Linked DNA regions of Macaca mulatta: region 1 is linked to region 2. The links are chromatin contacts, called in public Hi-C maps. All regions are on one chromosome and are shown on one strand. Each heading gives the region's core, a stretch centred on a gene start, on an enhancer-like site or on the middle of the called end of the contact. The rest is flanking DNA. Distances are from core to core; before and after follow the strand shown. Region 1 overlaps GNPTAB (N-acetylglucosamine-1-phosphate transferase subunits alpha and beta). Region 2 holds the start of ARL1 (ADP ribosylation factor like GTPase 1).

Region 1 (4,188 bases), core at 1,658-4,157, 360 kb before region 2:
ATGAATCCAAAATGAAAGTAGATTACACCTTCTGAATTTGTAAGCACTTCAAAGTTGTTGGGAACATAACTTCTAATAGGAAAGCCTTTGTTGTTATTTTGGATTTGCATTTCTTCTAGACCAAGTTTTCTCCACCTTTGCACCATTGAGACAGTTGAGACTGGATGCCACTATCCTTAGGGGACTGTCCTGTGTATTGTAGGATGTTTAGCAGCATCCCAGGTCTTTATCCTCCAGTAGTATTTGCAGATATGTGATTGTTTAGACAACTTGACACAGCCTTTCTTTGTGGCATTCAGAAATGACCAGTTCGATATCATGATTTTTAACTAAGGCTTATCTTAAAATACAACTATTTTGTCTGCCTTAAAAGGATACTTTCTCTTTTGCACTCATTGTTTTTGGTTGACTTAAAAACATGCATTCAAACTTACTTGTATTTGTTGACTACTATTGTTTTTAAAGCCAATTTTTAAATATAGGCTACAATGCTGAGAACAGTAGAACGAACTGTTTATTATTCTCACAATTAGCAATATTTTAAAGTGGTTCTATATGTTTTATATTAATATACTCTAATCTTGCCTTGATAGTTAATCATTTGTAGAATTTAAAAGCGAAGATTATTTACACTGTTTTTTCAATTCTTGTATCTTGTGACTTGGTCATTTATACTGAATTATACTGAATTTAATACTTCTGGGATTGTTTTATCATCCCTGTCCTATGTTATACAGTGTACAAAATGTGTTAGATTTGCTTCCAATATATACATACTTATGTACATATTGTATCTAGAAGTTTAACTGTGAAGTATCAAGCACTTGAAATCTGGTTTCCATATCTGTCATGCCATTGAAATTGGTCTCCATTGAGCTACTAATTACAAAACCCACTTAATTTTGTTTCTTGTCCCTTAATTTTGATGCTTGTTTTTTGTCTTTAGAAATATACCAGAATTAATATTTTTTTCTCTTGGGTTCTGCAACACTGCTTCTCCTGACCATCATCTGTATTGTCTTTCCTTGACTCGAATTGATCCATCAGTTGCTCAATCATTGTAGCCTACCCAGGCCTTGGCCTCAACCACCATTTAGTTCTCCGTCTGTCTGTCTGCCCTTGCCTCATACTCCTACAAGTGCCAGGTGTATCAGTCATGTTATTCTAGATGATGCTGCTGGAACAGACATTCTGGAATCTCAATGGCTAAAAACAACAAAGCTTTATTTCTTAGTCATGCCACATGTTGTTGTTCACTGTGGGTCTGTAGGGGGTGGGCATAGAAGTTGTTCCTTTTTGCAGAAACTTATAATTTATGTAAACTTATAATTTAAAGTAAGATGCTATATATGGAGGCAGTTGCCCACAATTGCCCAAGCCACGAACTCCAACCTTAGGCACAAACTACAACTAGTCTTCCCACTACCTCCTCTCGGCTGACAAAAGTAATAATGATGTTCAGGATTGGGCTGCCACCTAGTGGCTCTCAGAGGGTACTTCCCCACCCTTTTTACGGTGGCAGAAAATCTTTCTCATACATGTAAATATTACTTTAACGTCATTAATTTTCATCTCTTTCCGAATTATTGTATAGTTACTGTAGAAAAACCTCTTCTTGCTCTTTTATGCCCATATAATTAGAAACCAACCCTAGGCAAGGCTTCTAATAAAAGAATAATTTTAGTGATATACCTTCTTACCAAACAAAGGGCCAGTACAAGTTATGAAATTAAACTAGACACACCTCGTCTTCGAGGTGATGCCAAGCCAGCACCTGGGCCCAAAACTGGCCTGCAGCCCCTCAGCTTCGCCCACTGCCTTCCGACCCTGGACCTTCGCAAAGTGAACGAGCTTCAGGACTTCGTGAAAATGTATAAGCAGGATCCGAGCAGTCTGCACACCGAGGAAATGTGCTTCCTGAGGGAGTGTGTGGAGAGCATGGGGGTGAAGTACCACGTGCTACTCAGAAAGCTATTATAAATCAGACGAAAATACCAAGGAATTAAAAACAAAAACAGGTAGTAAGAAGGTGGAGGAAAACATAAACACAGACGAGCCTTCAAGTGAGGAAAGTGATCTAGAAATTGATAACGAAGCTGTGATTGAACCAGACACTGATGCCCCTTGAGAAACGGGAGATGGGGGCCAGGCCTGGTGGCTCATGCCTGTAATCCCAGCACTTTGGGAGGCCAAGGCGGGTGGATCATATGTCAGGAGACCAGCCTGGCCAATGTGGTGAAATCCTGCCTCTACTAAAAATACAAAAAAAAATTAGCTGGGCATGGTGATGCATGCCTGTAATCCCAGCTATTCGGGAGGCTGAGGCAGGAGAATCACTTGAACCCGGGAGATGGAGGTTGCAGTGAGCTGAGATCACATCACTGTATTCCAGCCTTGGCAATAAAGTGAGACTTCATCTCAAAAAATAGAAATAAAAATAAGTAAATAAATAAATTATTCTAGAATAGTGACTTTTTCTCTCCAGGGAGCCCTCAGAAATGCTTTGGGGTGCTGTGAGAGGGAGGACAGGGACCCAGGCAGACTACTAATCCCCTGCGTGGCCTGCCTCCCAACACCCGGCACATATGCCGAGGCAAGATAGTGACTCAGTGAGAACCAGCTTAGCGAGTGCTAAATATATGCCAGGCACTCACTAAGTAAAAGAGGTAAAAGAAAGTGATGAGTCAGGAAGACAGTTACAAGCACCTGCAGGTGCTCACACATGCACCTAATCTGTGAGAAGAGTTAATGGCCTATGTAATAAGGGGAAAAGATATAAATGAAATTTCTAACTCTAACCTCTGGTGTTTTGGACTACGTACGCTTAGGAAACTGCTTAGAAAATGAGCTAAGAATAGTCATGCAGCAAACAGAAGAGCTCAGAATAAGCTCATAATAATTTGTGTTTGCTTCTGTTTTATAGATTGAGAAAGAAAACCATAGGCTCTTTTAGAAGCACTAGTTCAGGAGAAGGATTTTACTATCCTACATTTGTGGTTTTCAGGCCTCTCCACTTTTCCTGAGTGATGAAAGCCTCTTCGTAGGAAGTTGCGTGATACAGAGTCAGAACAGACAACAGATAAAGCGTGGTGTGGACTTTGGTAGGGGTGGCAAAGCCTGTTTGTAGAACTTGATGTTTGTGATGTTCACTCTTAGATTTATGATTGCCCCAAAAGCTTTGCTCCGAAAGCTAGTTTTCCCATGGAAGCACTTCAGGCAGCCCTGCCGAAGATGCTCCTCCCGGGCATGTGGCACAAAAGCTGTTCAGACACCCGACTAGCAGATGTGCTTGTCACCAATTCCAGCAAGGTTAATTACATTGCAGGTTTTAAGCCCAATATAAGCAGATTGATAATATTCTAGAAGAAAAGTCACAAAACTGTTGGCCAGCAGGCATATTTGCAAAGAAGTCAAAAATCATTTGAGCCAACATTGAAAAATTGGGGAGATTTCATACAGCAGTTGGGGATTCTTGCCTCTGAGGAGACTGGCAGCACTTGGTGCCACTGAGTGGTTGCAGCTTTCAGATGGCTCTGAGGTGTCGAGTTTGCCACTGCCTTTACCACTCCTTCTTATTTTTAGATGCCTGTTTTGTTAACATTCATTTGGGAAATGCATCTGGTCTGTGTAGGTCTTTTTGTTGTGTTTTGATATTGTCTTACCATTTCAAGATTAAAGATCAGGGTGGTTGTGGTGGCTCACGCCTGTTATCCCAGCACTTTGGGAGGCCAAGGCAGGCGGATCACCTGAGGTCAGGAGGTGGAGACCAGCCTGGCCAACATGGTGAAACCCTGTCTCTACTAAAAATACAAAAATCAGCTGGCCGTGGTGATGCATTCCTGTAGTCCCAGCTACTTGGGAGGCTGAGGAAGGAGAATCGTTTGAACCCTGGAGGCGGAGGTTGAGGTGAGCCAAGATCACGCCACTGTGCTCCAGCCTGGCGACAGAGCGAGACTCTATCTCAAAAAAAAAAAAAAAAAAGGCCGGGCGTGGTGGCTCAAGCCTGTAATCCCAGCACTTTGGGAGGCCGAGACGGGCGGATCACGAGGTCAGGAGATCGAGACCATGCTGGTTAACACGGTGAAACCCCGTCTCTACTAAAAAATACAAAAAATTAGCCGGGTGAGGTGGCGGGCGCCTGTAGTCCCAGCTACTCGGGAGGCTGAGGCAGGAGAATGGTGTGAACCC
Region 2 (4,473 bases), core at 391-2,890:
CCTCTGCCTCCCAGGCTCAAGTGATCCTCCCATCTCAGCGTCTCAAGTAGCTGGGACTACAGGTGCCACTGTGCCTGGCTAATTTTTTTATTTTTTTGCAGAGATGGAGTCTCACTATGTTGCCCAGGCTGGACTCCAACTCCTGGTCTCAAGGGATCTGCCCACCTCGACCTCCCAAAGTGCTGGGATTACAGGCCTGAGCCACGACACCTGGCCGATCTTAAATATTCTTAGCACAAAATAAACATATACACACACGCACACACAACTATGTGATGTGATGGATATGTTAATTTAGTTTCATTGTGATAATCATTTCACAACATATACATCTATGAAAACATCACATGGTACACTATAAATACATATAATTTTTATTTAAAGCAGAAGAATTCTTTAAAAATAAACTAAAAAGGCAGTCCATAAGCTTCTGTTGAATGGATGAAAATCTGTACTATAAATAAAAACATAATATGCAAAGGTATTAATAAGATTTGGAAGAAAACCTAAGAGAGTGTTAACAGTAGTGACTACTGGGGATCACCGAGATACAGGGTATTAGGGATGGAAGGTTTACTTTTTTTTTTTTTTTTTTTTTTGAGACGGAGTGTCGCTCTGTCGCCCAGGCTGGAGTGCAGTGGCACGATCTCGACTCACTGCAACCTCTGCCTCCTGGGTTCAAGCGATTCTCCTGCCTCAGCCTCCCGAGTAGCTGGGACTACAGGCGCCCACCACCACGCCTGGGTAATTTTTTGTATTAAGAGACGGGGTTTCACCGTGTTAGCTAGGATGGTCTCGATCTCCTGACCTCGTGATCCGCCCGCCTCGGCCTCCCATAGTGCTGGGATTACCGGCGTGAGCCACCGCGCCCTGCCGGAAGGTTTGCTTTTCAATGGATCTTTGGGAAGTTTTAAAACATACATGCTCAACCTTTAGAAATTACTCTAGGGGAAATTCCTTCTCCACATCCTCTAGGTGTGCTTCCTTCCTCCTCTCAACACACTTCACTATCAAAACCTACATTACTTCCAACAGTCGACCCTCGAGGGAATAAGTCCCTGGTCCCCACGATCGTGACCAGCCAGTCCACACTGCCGACCCCAGAAATGCAGTCTCAAGTGCTCGGTCAGCGAGAAGAAAAGCGGGCGAGGTCCTTGTTCTGCAGGCCACAGCGAAGACAAAAACCTCCAGTTACTGGCCTCAGGTGTAAGGCTGCTCCGCATTGGCAGTGCGGGACCATTCCTATCATTATTACGTAGTCTTGTTTCCTTCTGGGAGAAAGCACCTGGGGAGAGTTGGGCTGGCCCCTTCGGGCGCTCCGGGACACGCGTCCTCTGTAACGCCGCAGCCTGCGCCAGCGTCGGACAGGGACGTCTCATGGAGGCCCGACTCGCATTTTTAGTTGTCAGATTCGCCACTTTTTGGTGTCAGAATTTAAAAGAAAAATTCCAGTTTCTCTATTTCAGAAGCTCTTTCTGTACAGAAAAACAGAAGCAGGAGATACTTCAGGCTTTTGAATTATTTTTCTCTTCTGGCGTCCACAGTATCTACATCCAGTGAGCGGGGACCGTGAGTCGAAAACGACGACGTGGATGCTCAGGCCACAGTTCCCGGCGCGCAGTCGCAGCTGCCCCTCGCTCCCGCCCCCGCCTGGAGTCCGACGTGGAAGTTGCTGGCTGAGTGGGCTTGCGAGGAAACCGCCTCGGAGCTGCAGCCGAAGGCCAAGGAATCACTGAAGATCGGCGAGGGAGGACAGGCGGTTCATCATGGGTGAGGGGTTCGAGAAGGGCACCCAGGCGCGTTCGAGGCGGCCGCGGCCGAGGGCTGGGGTGCAGAGGAGGAGAGGGGCCGGCTGGGGAACCCTAGAGTAGCCAGCTCCTCAGGGGGCGGGTCGCCGAGGACTTAACTTACCTCGGATCTTCATTTCTAGGGGTGGATCCGGCCTTTCGCGTTCTCCTCCGCCGTCTCTCGTTCCCCTTCATTCCCGCGGGGTCCGGGGACCCGGACAGCGCGGGTCTGCAGAGCCTGGGTTCGAGTTCTTTCCCCTTATCATGAAGTTTTCCCTCATCCCCAGCTCCACTTGCTGGGCAGAGTTGTTCTTGCGAAGGCTGGCAACGCGTCAGTCGCCGGTTCGCTGAGGTTTCTTGATGAAAGATGAGCTGCGGCCCCAGAGTGGAAGCTTAATTATTCTCTTTACCAGGGGCGCTGGGACGGCGTCAGTTTGAAAAATCCGAGAGCAGGTTTTGCTTATGTTGTTTTATGGCCAGTTTGGCGTTTGTCTGCTCATCTGCTGTAGCGTTTCATGCAATAATACGGGTATTTCTAGTCGATAAATGAAATTTTATTCTCAATTCTTGGCCCACTGATTGAGGGAACTTGCATTCTCACAAGCATCACTAGGGTCCAAATAAGGGTGCACGTTCTTTAACTTGTTTCCCACCCTCCAAATGAAGGTGCAGATTCTTTGGCTTGGTTAAATCCCTCCACAGTTTTCTGGGGAGCATACTTCTTGCTCCCAAGCATCACAGGCGCTGTCCTGTCTTCCATAACCCGCTTCAGTTTTGTTCCGGCTCTCTTCTACCTGTAAATGGTAGAAAGGACTTTGTCAAGTCACACCCATTCTGTTGAACTTTCCCAAGGTTCTCTAGCCCGTGGTGGTGTTCATTTTTCAACTGGCAGCTCTTAGTTATACCATGTCTTTGCCGAATAACAGTGTGGCATCCCTTCTGATGTGAACGATTTTTTTTTGTATCGTTAATGTAACTTGTTTTTAATCTTCTCTAATGGCTCTGGATGGGAAAAGGACTGTGCTTTTATACTACACAATACTTGGTGTACAGGAAGCTTTCTGGGAATATTTTGTGATGCATTGGATAGAGCTTTATTATTTTTTAAAATGGGTTTTCTGTCAAAAATTGTTGTTTTCAGCTTCTTTCTCAATTTCTTGTACTAGTTACATTGCTTGGTGGAGAACTCTGATTGAAGTTGGTTACAGTGGTACTGCCGCTGTACAATACTTTTCCTGTGCGAGGATTACATTGTCCCACTATCTTCCTTACTGGCCCCTTGGTTTTTGGGGGTAATGAGGGGATCATATTAAAATATTCCTATTCTGCTGATTAGAAAATGAGATTCCCAAAGACAGCGGCCATATTTCTCTTATTCTTTGGTTTATCTTCTGTGCCTGCATGACACAATATTTAGGACATAGTAACATAACTAATTACTTGTTTGATGTTGAATAATATATTTCATTAGGAGCAAAAATATGCACCTATGCATCCAGGAAATTATAATATTTAATTTGGTATATAGCTTTCAAAGGACAAGATTAGATGTTTTGTGTACCTAGTTCACAAAATGACATTGTGTATGTTTTTTCTTTTGTTATGTTTTAGGTGGCTTTTTCTCAAGTATATTTTCCAGTCTGTTTGGAACTCGGGAAATGAGGATTTTAATTTTGGGATTAGATGGAGCAGGAAAAACCACAATTTTGTACAGATTACAAGTTGGAGAAGTTGTTACTACTATACCTAGTAAGTGTTGGTATGATGAACTAATTGTAGGGGTTTTCTGGTCTCCATCTAACATAACTCTCCTTCCTTCCTCCCTCCCTCCCTCCCTCCCTCCCTCCCTCCCTCCCTTCCTTCCTTCCTTCCTTCCTTCCTTCCTCAGGTATCACTGTGTTGCCCAAGCTGGTCTTGGACTCTTGGCCTCAAGTGATCCTCCTGCCTTGGCCTGCCAAAGTGCTGGGATTACAGGCATGAGCCACTATGCCAGGCCTGTTTCTGAATAAATTAATTCATATAATAAAGCATTTGATAAAGTTTGTAAACTGCTGGTATGAACAAAACATTGATAACACTTTTTTCATCAACTGAGAGGCAGCTTAGTGTAATTTAAGGACCCTTGTTCTGGTTTATGGACGGGTTTGGCTGTTTATAGCTGTTTAAATTACTAAATTTTATTGAGAGCCAGTATCTTTACTAATAAAATACGTAAGATAAATACCCACTGGCTTTCGGGGGAAATAAATGAAGTAGTTAAAAGTACCTTTTAAACCTGTGTAAAGAATTATATAAGTGTTAAGTGATATTACATGTGAAGTGCCTTTTTTTCTGTATGTGTTACTATTTTAATTAAGATTAGTTTATCTAGGTAATTCTATTGATTCTTTTTAAAGATCTGAGTTGTAGAGATTGAGTGTTGAAGTAATTTGGTACCTTAAAAATATCAAAAGAAGGCCGGGCACAGTGGCTCACGCCTGTAATCCCAGCACTTTGGGAGGCTGAGGTGGGTGGATCATCTGAGGTCAAGAGTTCGAGACCAGCCCGACCAACATGGAGAAACCCCATCTCTACTAAAAATACAAAATTAGACAGGCGTGGTGGTGCATGCCTGTAATACTAGCTACTCGGGAGGCTGAGGCAGGAGAATCACTTGAACCCGGGAGGCAGAGGTTGTGGCGAGCCG

The links. Hi-C and Micro-C count contacts between places; a contact is called where the count stands out from the background.
Region 1: a Hi-C map of cortical neurons shows a contact between it and region 2, with 5 times the contacts expected there. The contact joins the enhancer-like site here to the promoter of ARL1 in region 2. A contact is called at or near these places in 4 of 14 Hi-C or Micro-C datasets (cortical neurons, fetal cortex germinal zone, fetal cortical plate and 1 more).

What each region holds. Positions count from the first base shown.
Region 1 is chr11:109,083,925-109,088,112 of T2T-MMU8v2.0, reverse strand. All of the region lies in intron 7 of GNPTAB (N-acetylglucosamine-1-phosphate transferase subunits alpha and beta), which reads left to right. Among named protein-coding and RNA genes, the nearest start is that of SYCP3, 37 kb to the right of the region's middle. Within about 2 kb of position 2,907, at least 4 of the 40 cell types and tissues checked have an H3K27ac peak or open chromatin away from gene starts, as enhancers often do. A contact at or near this core is called in cortical neurons, where this site is marked.
Region 2 is chr11:108,723,305-108,727,777 of T2T-MMU8v2.0, reverse strand. ARL1 (ADP ribosylation factor like GTPase 1) reads left to right here and starts at 1,640. Exons shown (of 6, transcript XM_015152578.3): 1 at 1,640-1,770; 2 at 3,399-3,536. The coding sequence starts at 1,767.